Regions from separate parts of the Oryctolagus cuniculus genome. Here region 2 is linked to region 1. Evidence: chromatin contacts called from public Hi-C data. All regions are on one chromosome and are shown on one strand. Each heading gives the region's core, a stretch centred on a gene start, on an enhancer-like site or on the middle of the called end of the contact. The rest is flanking DNA. Distances are from core to core; before and after follow the strand shown.

Evidence for each region. Hi-C and Micro-C count contacts between places; a contact is called where the count stands out from the background.
Region 2: a Hi-C map of embryonic fibroblasts shows a contact between it and region 1, with 4 times the contacts expected there. The contact joins two enhancer-like sites. A contact is called at or near these places in 4 of 6 Hi-C or Micro-C datasets (ear pinna, embryonic fibroblasts, psoas muscle and 1 more).

Annotation. Positions count from the first base shown.
Region 1 is chr8:46,126,538-46,131,382 of mOryCun1.1, forward strand. All of the region lies in intron 6 of SYNPO2 (synaptopodin 2), which reads right to left. Among named protein-coding and RNA genes, the nearest start is that of MYOZ2, 84 kb to the left of the region's middle. Within about 2 kb of position 2,689, at least 3 of the 8 cell types and tissues checked have an H3K27ac peak or open chromatin away from gene starts, as enhancers often do.
Region 2 is chr8:46,181,263-46,186,107 of mOryCun1.1, forward strand. All of the region lies in intron 3 of SYNPO2 (synaptopodin 2), which reads right to left. Among named protein-coding and RNA genes, the nearest start is that of MYOZ2, 140 kb to the left of the region's middle. Within about 2 kb of position 1,894, at least 1 of the 8 cell types and tissues checked has an H3K27ac peak or open chromatin away from gene starts, as enhancers often do.

The DNA.
Region 1 (4,845 bases), core at 1,439-3,938:
CTAGGAAGTATGGCTTGGATGTCACACAAAAGTCTAAGCCTAACCTCATCTGCTACTTATATATTGCTTAGTAATTGTTAGGCAAGTAGCTTAGATTCTTTTAACTCTTTATACCTTTCTGTAAAACTGGAGTAATATCTTTCTTTTCAGCATAATTCTGAGAAATGAAATCACAGTGCAAAATTAAAAATGCAGGTTGCAGAGCTGGCGCTGTGGCGTAGTTGGTAATGTCTTGGCTGCTCCACTTCCTATCCATCTCCCTGCTAATGTGCCTGAAAAAGCAAAGGAAGATGACTCAAGTACTTGGACCCCTGTACCCACATGGGAGACATAGATGAAGCTCCTGGCTCCTGGCTTCCTATCTGCCAAGCTTTGGCCATTGCAGCCATTTGGGGCGTGAAGCAGTGGAAGATCTTGCTCTCTTTCAAATAAATAGATAAATATGTATTTAAAACTGCATGTTGCATACTAAATCCAGGGTTCATACTTAATATTGTATGACTGTATGAGCAAGTTATTCAGTGTCATTGTACTTAGAATCCCATTTCTAATCAGGAAAATGGGGATAGTAATGATTCCTATTTCATGAGGACCATTGATAAAAAGCAGTGATCTATGAAAGATACTTTGGCACAATCTGGGGCTAGATTTGAGCTCACTTTAGGTACTTATTATTATGTGAAATATTTAACACAGTTCTCAGCATACAATAGAAAATTAATACAAGAGCTCCCCAAACCCACCTCTTATCTTTTCCTCAGTCCTCGTGAGGTTGCTTGAATTACTGTCACAGCTTCCTTCCCACCCATGTCATCCTGACTTGGACCCAAAAGCTTGGCTCAGGTCTGTTGGATGGCCTTACAAAGAGATTATTCCACTAAATAAAACTACCAAAGATGCCCTGACTTCTAAAATGTATCCGGAAGACAACAAAAAACAATGTGCTTTTTTTTTTTAGGTACTTTCGAGAACATTTTTCTGTTTATTCCTAGAATGTGCATCTCTTGTTTTTAAAATTTCTTTCATGAAGAAACCATTCATTAATAGTTGTTAAAAGGCACAAGAAGTAGGAGCAGTGAACACAGATTTCTCCATGGCCGCTTGAGCACTATTATTTTGAGTATTATTGTCAGGTAGAGGAAGGAGAGTACTCTGGAAGCAGGGTCTTTGTGCTCTTTGGATGAAGGATCTTGAATTTGTTTCATCAGTCATGAAGCACATGTACCTAAGATAAATACATCAAGAATGATAAAAACAGGGGTTGGTGCTGTGGTGTACTGGGCTAAGCCTCTGCCTGCAGCACCTGGCATCCCATATGGGTGCTGGTTGGAGTCCCCTGCTGCTCCACTTTCAATCCAGCTCTCTGCTATGGCCTGGGAAAGCAGTGGAAGATGGCCCAAGTGCTTGGGCCCTTCCACCCACGTGGGAAACCCAAAGGAAGCTCCTGGCTCCTGGCTCAGCTCCAGCCATTGCAGCCATTTGGGGAGTGCACCAGTGGATGAAAGTTCTTTCTCTCTCTCTCTTTCTCCCTCTCTCTGTAACTCTGTCTCTCAAATAAATAAATACACCTTTTTTAAAAAAATACTAATACAAAGGAAATGGTAAGGAGCTTTAAATAAAAAACAAAAACGAGAGGTGGGTATTTGGTCTGTTTGTTAATTTGCCAGTTAAGATGCCAAAGTCCCTTATTAGAGTGTCTTTGTTTGAGTCCTAGTGCAACTCCTGATTCCAGCTTTCTGCTAAAACACATTCTGAAAGGTGGGTGGTTCAAGTAGTTGGGTCCCCACTGCCTACTTGGGAGACCTGGCTTGAGCTTCTTAACTCATGGATTGCTCGGCCAACTCCCAGCCTTTGTGGACATCGCAGGGAGTGAATCAGCAGACGGGAGCTCTCTCTGTCTGCTCTCCTCTCTGCCTTTCAATAAAAACAAAAGAAAACTTGAAAAATTATATATATATCAGTAACCAAAAAATCACTTAACTGTAGAATCCTATATAGGCCTTTCACTTTTTATATTTTAGATGCATTTTATTAGTTGATAAAACATTGATTACATCAAGAAACTGGGAAATGTTTGGCAGGCATCAGTATTTTTAATTAAGTTTCAGTTCAATTGCCTGTGAGTAGTTCTAAAATTTCCAATGCCCAGTGGTAGTTTAGTGTACACATGTGCATACCTAGAAACATTCTATTTTTTAAAAGTTCAGGAATGATCAGCACCTGCTATACCAAGGAAAGGGGGATTGTGATTCATAGGCTCCTGTGGACGGTGGGCTGTCATGGACCTGACAGTCACAGATGACTGACCTCTAATTTCTGTACATATTTTTGAGAACCATAGCAGGATAAACAAGAGACTGACCTCTTCCACCAATTCTGCCTGGAGTTTGGGTCCTGTGGGAATTTGTTAGTTTGCCTGTGGCCCTATGCCAACCCTGGTGGGAAGTCTAGAGAAGAATTCAGTTCTGTTTTTCCCAGAACACTTGTTGATGAACTCAGCAGCACCAAAGTGTCGCATGGGTCTTTGAGTCCCCCCGAGTCCAATGAGACTGGGGACATAAGACCAGCGAGGGTCAGTACCTCTGGGAATACAATGTGGGTTCTTAGAATTTACATCCTTTTCTCATGAACTTATCAAAAAAGTCTAAAAACAAACTCAACAGCCCTGACTTCAGTAGAGAATGAGCACACACCCCACCACTTCCCTTGGGAAGCATTTTAAGCATTTAGCTGTTCAGAAAACACTTCTTTTTGATGATGGTGACTTCAAATATGCTTCCTGCCGAGTTGGTGGTGACTCATCAAACAGCACCACTGATCTCAGGAATTCACTCTTAGAATGTAGGTGCTTACAGGGTCTCTAATTTGTAAGTATATAAAACTATACACAGCAATGAAGGTTTTATTTGGAAGATTAATTCCAAACTGAGGCTGGCACCGCGGCTCACTAGGCTAATCCTCCGCCTTGCGGCGCCAGCACACCGGGTTGTAGTCCTGGTCGGGGCGCTGGATTCTGTCCCGGTTGCCCCTCTTCCAGGCCAGCTCTCTGCTGTGGCCAGGGAGTGCAGTGGAGGATGGCCCAAGTGCTTTGGCCCTGCACCCCATGGGAGACCAGGATAAGTACCTGGCTCCTGGCTTCGGATCAGCGCGGTGCGCTGGCTGCAGCGGCCATTGGAGGGTGAACCAACGGCAGGGGGAGGACCTTTCTCTCTGTCTCTCTCTCTCACTGTCCACTCTGCCTGTCAAAAAATAAAATAAAATAAAAATTCCAGACTGAGACACTTAGCAGCCACGTGTCTTCTGCTCTCAAGTGGCTTCACTGAGAAAGAACCACATAGAAGGCTTGGCATGCCTGGCAGCAGCAAACCAACCTTCAAAGGTCTAACCGCACTGCTGCATTTGGGAAAATCCTCCTTACTCCACCTCACTCCTTTAATGTAGATCAGTAAATGGAAATCAATAGTTTTCCATGTCTCAGATGCGACTCTTGGCACCAGGCTAGAATTCAGGTTGTGTGATATCCCAGCTGTCCCACGAGGCCTGCTTCCTGAAAGTCAGCACTACCCCAGAGCAGTTCAGTGGCCCTGGCTTATTTTAAGGAACTGTTTGTAACTCGGATTGATTTTGCTATGGTTAAAATTGAGTTACTTCTTGTGAAGATTAAATGAAATAGTTAATGCAAAGGCATGATACATGTTACTAACTCATACAAGATGTATTTTGAAATGCAAAGTTTCACATGCTCTAGAGTAACAGCCCACATATGTCTTATAACATATAATCCTATAAGTGTATGCTGTATATGCTATCTACTATCCACATGCAGAAACAATGTATATCTTCTCTCAAAACAGAGTGTGTCTATTATTAAAACGTTAGAAATAAAACCGCAAATAGTCCAAGATTAAAGTGGCAACCTCACCAGTTCTGTGATCCAGTGTGCCCTCCTGTAAGGGGGGTGGTGTGTGTGCTAAACTTGCATTAACCTTTCTTCCTGCTCGAATCTCAAGCATGCATTCTCACTATGGCACACCATCCTCACCAGGAAGAGAGGTTGGAAACATTAATAAGGGGAAAGTCATGGAAAAAGAAATTTGTTTACAAAACTGCATAAAGTCAGTGATTATGATCACACTGTAGTCGATATTTCAGTGCCAGTATAAACCATGCAGTGGAGTCCTTAGGATGATGCCCACAGGGCGTCTAACACAACACAGGCACTCAGTAAATGACTGCTGCCATTATGCTGACAACGAAAACGGACTTCATGGGTGCTTTACATAGAAATAAAGCTAACAAAGGACAGAGGAAGATGCAAGTTGTTAAAAACAAAGCAAAAACTGCCTCTCCAAGTCCCATAACCAGCCAACCAACTACTCAACCAACCATCATTACAACAAAAACCAGCAATGCTCAGACTACAAATGGTGCCTGGAGAGAGGCTGATGCCCTGGGTTCTAACCCTCCCACCTGATACAATGATGTCACTTTCATAGCCTCAACCTGAAATGTGGTACATACAGCTCCCTGGAGGGAAGAGGGAAAGGAAATCTCTCTTACGCCAGGGAACTGCCTTAGTCCTCCCTCCCACTTCCATATGCCTCAGAGGTCAGGCTCTCTGTTGTGGATATTGTTTTAGAGTTTTCTCTTCTATAAAGAGGGATTACATGGTCCAAGATGAGACCTATACTACCAGTTCCCAGTTGAGGTTGTACATGCTTTGACCGCATGCCTGGCATGTCTCTAAGAAGCTTTTTGGAAACCCAAACAGTGCCAGGATGACTGGAAGACACATTCATGTTAACTGTGTCTTTAGTCATCAACTCCAAATAGGGACTCTGCTAA
Region 2 (4,845 bases), core at 644-3,143, 54 kb after region 1:
CCTGAGACATTTTAATAAATAAAGGAAATAAAACTAACAACAAGTAATGCAACACTGTCTTTGCATCAGAGTGAAATTCTAAAGAATGAAAAGCGTATTATCCAGTTTCTCCTTGATGTTATTTCAATGGGACATTCTATGTTTTGAGAGAAAATAACCTATTAGAGGCATAGGAGCAAATTATTAGATCTTTGTTCATTTATTTCACTTTCATCAAGTTGTGCTGTGAACTTGATTTAGTCCATTTCTTTCCCATGTCCATTGAGATGTCCAAAGACAACTCATTACAGATTTTATTTAACTGTAATTTCACCTACACCAGTGCTAAAGCTAATGAGATATCTAAAAAAGACTTTGACTTGGCAAACTCAGCGAATTCTGTTGGTTTTATTAAGTGAGACATACAAAATATTTGCAATACACATGAATGGACACCAGTAATCCACTGGAGGTTTCTGGCCCATTCATAGATGTTCCTAGGAGAAGTTGTTGGGAGCTCTGGGGGCAGCAGTAACAGCACATGGGTAACATTCTGCTTCCTGGTTCCTCTCATGAAGCCAGAGCACTTATTTAACGGGAGCTGAGATGGGAAAAGGAAGAGCATGTGCACCACTCAACCTGAAATAGAACGTGGAACAATGTGGGAAGTAAAATTCCCAGCCAGAATCCTTCTCAGTACAGAACTGTTCTCTGCCACCCATAGTGGTTTAAATTAATCCCAAATAAAACCTGGAAGTCTGAATCCTGGACTAAATCACCGAGTGGAAGATAGTGCAATTGTTCACAGATGCTTCTTGTCATCTATAAAGCTGGGAATGGGCCAGTGACATTTCCAGAGACACCTTTATTATCATCAATGCCAATGAGGGTCAAGTTTCCGTTGACTTTTTAAAACCACATGAAATCTTAGAAATAAAGAAGGCCAAAAAATGTTTAGATCTTCTCCATGGTGGTGTTGCACAGACACTTGCTCTCTGTTGGTTATCTGTGTTGCCGGAGTTCCTGTTTGTCTTACTCAGGGTGACCTAGCAGAATGTGTGCTAACCTCCAGGAACCTTGGCCTCCAAACTCCAGTTTGAGTTGACATTTTTAAACATGCCGAACTTATTTTACAATCTTGAGCTCATAAAAGAGTAAATGAGCAGAAAAGAAGCAAAAGACTGAACTGGATTTCTGGGTTGTACATTTATGGTTATAGTTTCCACTGTGACTGTTTGAAAATATAGTGTGAGAAAATGTGTCATGTGGTGTGAGAGTATTTTATAGGCTGAGTCAGTTTTAGAAAGGGTTGGGGTCATATGGTGGGTTTAAATAATAATGTTAAGCTTTGAAAAGACCTCAAATTTTAAGAACAAAGGTCTTTTATACCTTGGGTCAGGGTTTTTATCTGTATATGGACAAGCAGAGGGGAAGAAAGATTGTGTCTCAAATCACACACTTGTCTGTAGAATTTCTAATCCTGATTCAATGGACAAACAAGGAAAACCCAACAGTTGGAGGTGCACCATCAAGCTAAGATTGCTAAATAGCCAGTCTCACAGGCAGGCTGAACAGCTGGCTTATTCCCTGTTCCCCCCCACTTTATGAACGGCTACAGAATTATGTAGTAAACAATGGTGTTCATGTGAAAAACAGCTCAACAACCTGCCTTGACCACAGATAGCCAAATGTGGATGACATGGCACAGAATTAGATCCTAGATCAGGGATAACATAAGGACACTGAACAGACTTGTGCACAGGGCTCAGCCCAGGCAGCAGATGTTAAATAAGACACTCTGGATATGTACCCAGCATTCAGTAAATACTTGTTGATTAATTGATTGACTTACTGATTGACAAAGCAGTCACTGGGCACGCCAAGTTGAATGGCAGGGCTTTGACATTAACTCTATTAATATGTCAGCAGCTTAGGCAAGTCTCAAAATTTTCCTGCCACAGGATCGTCATTTCTACCACACAGTGGATAATCACCTTCCTGTAGTAGTCACAAAGAAGAAGAGAAGACTGAAAGAAAAGACAAGATTACCGGTGAAGTCTGAGGTTCCCTTCTCCAATCAAGAGGAGCCAACGACAGCTTTTGCAAGGAGCCAAAGCTTGACAGCTCAGCTGTCAGTCTCCTGAAAGGAGAGACAGAGGGCAAACCACGTTCCAGGAGCATGAGGCACGGCCAGGCGCAGGGGACAGGCTGGGCAGCAGGGCTGGAGGACTGGCAGAAGCTGAGGAACGCTGAGCAGACAAATGGAATCAGGATGAAGAAACCTCAGGAATTTTCTGTCTTTAAAATCTTTCCCCTAAACCCTGCAACCCCCCTTGGAGCAGCGGCTCTCAAACTCTAGTGTGCATAAGGATCACTAGGACATTTGATTTGTACATAGAGTGCCAAATCCTACCCCCCAGACTCTGAACTAGTAGGTCACAGCTGGAGCCAGGAACCTGTATCTTAGCAAGCTAGCCACAGGTTCCTGTAGCAAGAAGTCTAGCACCACACCCAGAGAAGTATTGACGTAAAGGGAGACCATCAAGCTCTGTACATGGTAACGGCAATGACAGACACCAGTGATGGCCCAAAGATGACACTGGATTTTATATCCAAACTGCTCTAATTTGGATTTCTCAGTGTCTCTGGGACCAAACATTCAGAAACCACTTCCTGAGTGTTCATCCTGTGAAAAGCATTGACCTAATGGATGCAAAATAGACAAGGATAAGAACAGTTATGTGCACAAGGAACTACAAAACAGGCTGACTTGGATCATCAAGGGCTTAGGAGGGAAGGAGTGGTTCTAAATGCTATGAGCTGAGAGAAAGCACTTTGGCATTGGTGCTATATGCAGTGAATTTGGAAGGAAGCTAGGACTGCATTTGTGATGTAGAAGGGTACCACAGGTAGACATGATGGCCCAGAGGTAGGGAGTCTTTTCCTACCAAGGTTCATTTGGATTTTTTTAAAAGACTGATCTACTTATTTAAAAGGCAGAGTTATGGAGAGAGAGGGAGAGAGAGAGAGAGAGAGAGAGAGAGAGAGAGAAAGGTCTTCTATCGCTGGTTCACTCTCCAAATGGATGGAGGCTGAAGCCAGCATCCAAGCACTTGGGCCATCTTCCAACGCATTACCAGACACATTAGCAGGGAGCTGGATCAGAAGGGGAGCATCTGGGACTTGAACCGGTGCCCATATGGGATGCTGGTGTTATAGATGGCAGCTTAACCCACTAAGCCACAGCGCAGGCTCCCATTTGTTTATTTATAACATCATTCACGGGCCATACACAATGATCAACTTAAAAATCAGTCTGCTACAGATTTATTGAATTTCAACTACCTCCTGCAGTTGCCTTCTCAGGGCCTGACCAAATGATTCTACAGACCTTGTAAGACCCACAGGCCTTACATTCCCCACCCCTGGAAGACAAGCAGTCTAAGAATCCAGAGTGATGGCATAAGAGTTGCCTATGGAACGTGTTAGAATGGAGACAGGAGGCAGAGAGAGCAAAAGAGAAGGCTAGAAAAGTGGGCTCTGGCCACTGCTTAGGGGACTTTGAATGACAGGATGAAGACGTCAGACTTTGCTCTTAAGGCAACGTTTTAATTTTTAACTGAATAGTTAATATTTAATGCTTACCTCAAACATTATTAATAACAGCTAACATTTTCATAGGATACAAAATTTTAAAAGGACAAGATGGTGCATAAGGTAAATTTCTGCTTCGTTCCATTTCTGTCTTCTAGCCATTTATTTTGGAAGCAACTAATGTCACCAACTTCTTTTGAATAGGAAGGATCACTTGCAAAAATAGCCGAGGGCCAAATATTGGTTGGACTGGGGTGGGGAAGAGAGAGATTAATGACAGAGGCTTGAGTTTGGTGATCATTTCAAACGTCTAGCTGATGGAAGGAAAGTTTGAAGCAGAGCACTGTGGGCGTATACATAAAGCAGATCCTGAACGGACATTTCATAGTCCTTCACTTTCAATGCCCAAACCACATACATACAAAAGCAGGAGTCCAAGATGACTTGATCCTAGACTTTAGGAATGGTTAGGAGGGGGAAGTTAGTTTGGGACACAGAGATGGGGAGGCTGTGCAGGAAAGATGAACTCTATTTTGGAAAATTAAAAAACCGTTTATTCATTTTTATTTATTTGAAAGGCACAGGGACTGAGAGAGAAAGAAATTTTTCACCCACTGGTTCATTCCCCAGCTGCCTACAACAGCTAGGGCTGGGCCAGGCTGAAATCAGGAGTTAAAAACTTCATCAGGGTCTCCCACGTGAATGGCAGGAACTCAGCACTTGGTCATCATCTACTGCCCTCCAGGTGCATTAATCAGGCATCCAGGGGGCAGAGGCAGGACTTGATCCCAGGCATCCTAATGTGGGAACTACGCATTCCAGGCAGCAGTTTAATCTGCTGAACCACAATTCCTGCTCCTATTTTGGGAATTTTTGCTTGAGGTAATGCAAATAGACGCCTAAGTGTCAAATATTGCACTGGGGGGAGGGGAAGGGCACACAGCTTGGAATGGAGGTGAAATATATAGTGGGGAGTCAATAGCAAAGGGACAGTGGTCATTAAAGCTGCAGGATTAGATGAACTCAGTGAAGAATGCATAGAAGATAAAGAGGCCAAGTGCCAAAAATCCCCGCATGTAAGGAGGAACTAGAAGTGGGGCAGCAGAGACTGGGCAGCAATGGTGGAAGGGAGGTGAAGAAAGAATCTCAAAGGGAGAAGGGGGCCGGCGCCGTGGCTCACTAGGCTAGTCCTCCGCCTTGCGGCGCCGGCACACTGGGTTCTAGTCTCGGTTGGGGCGCCGGATTCTGTCCCCGTTGCCCCTCTTCCAGCCC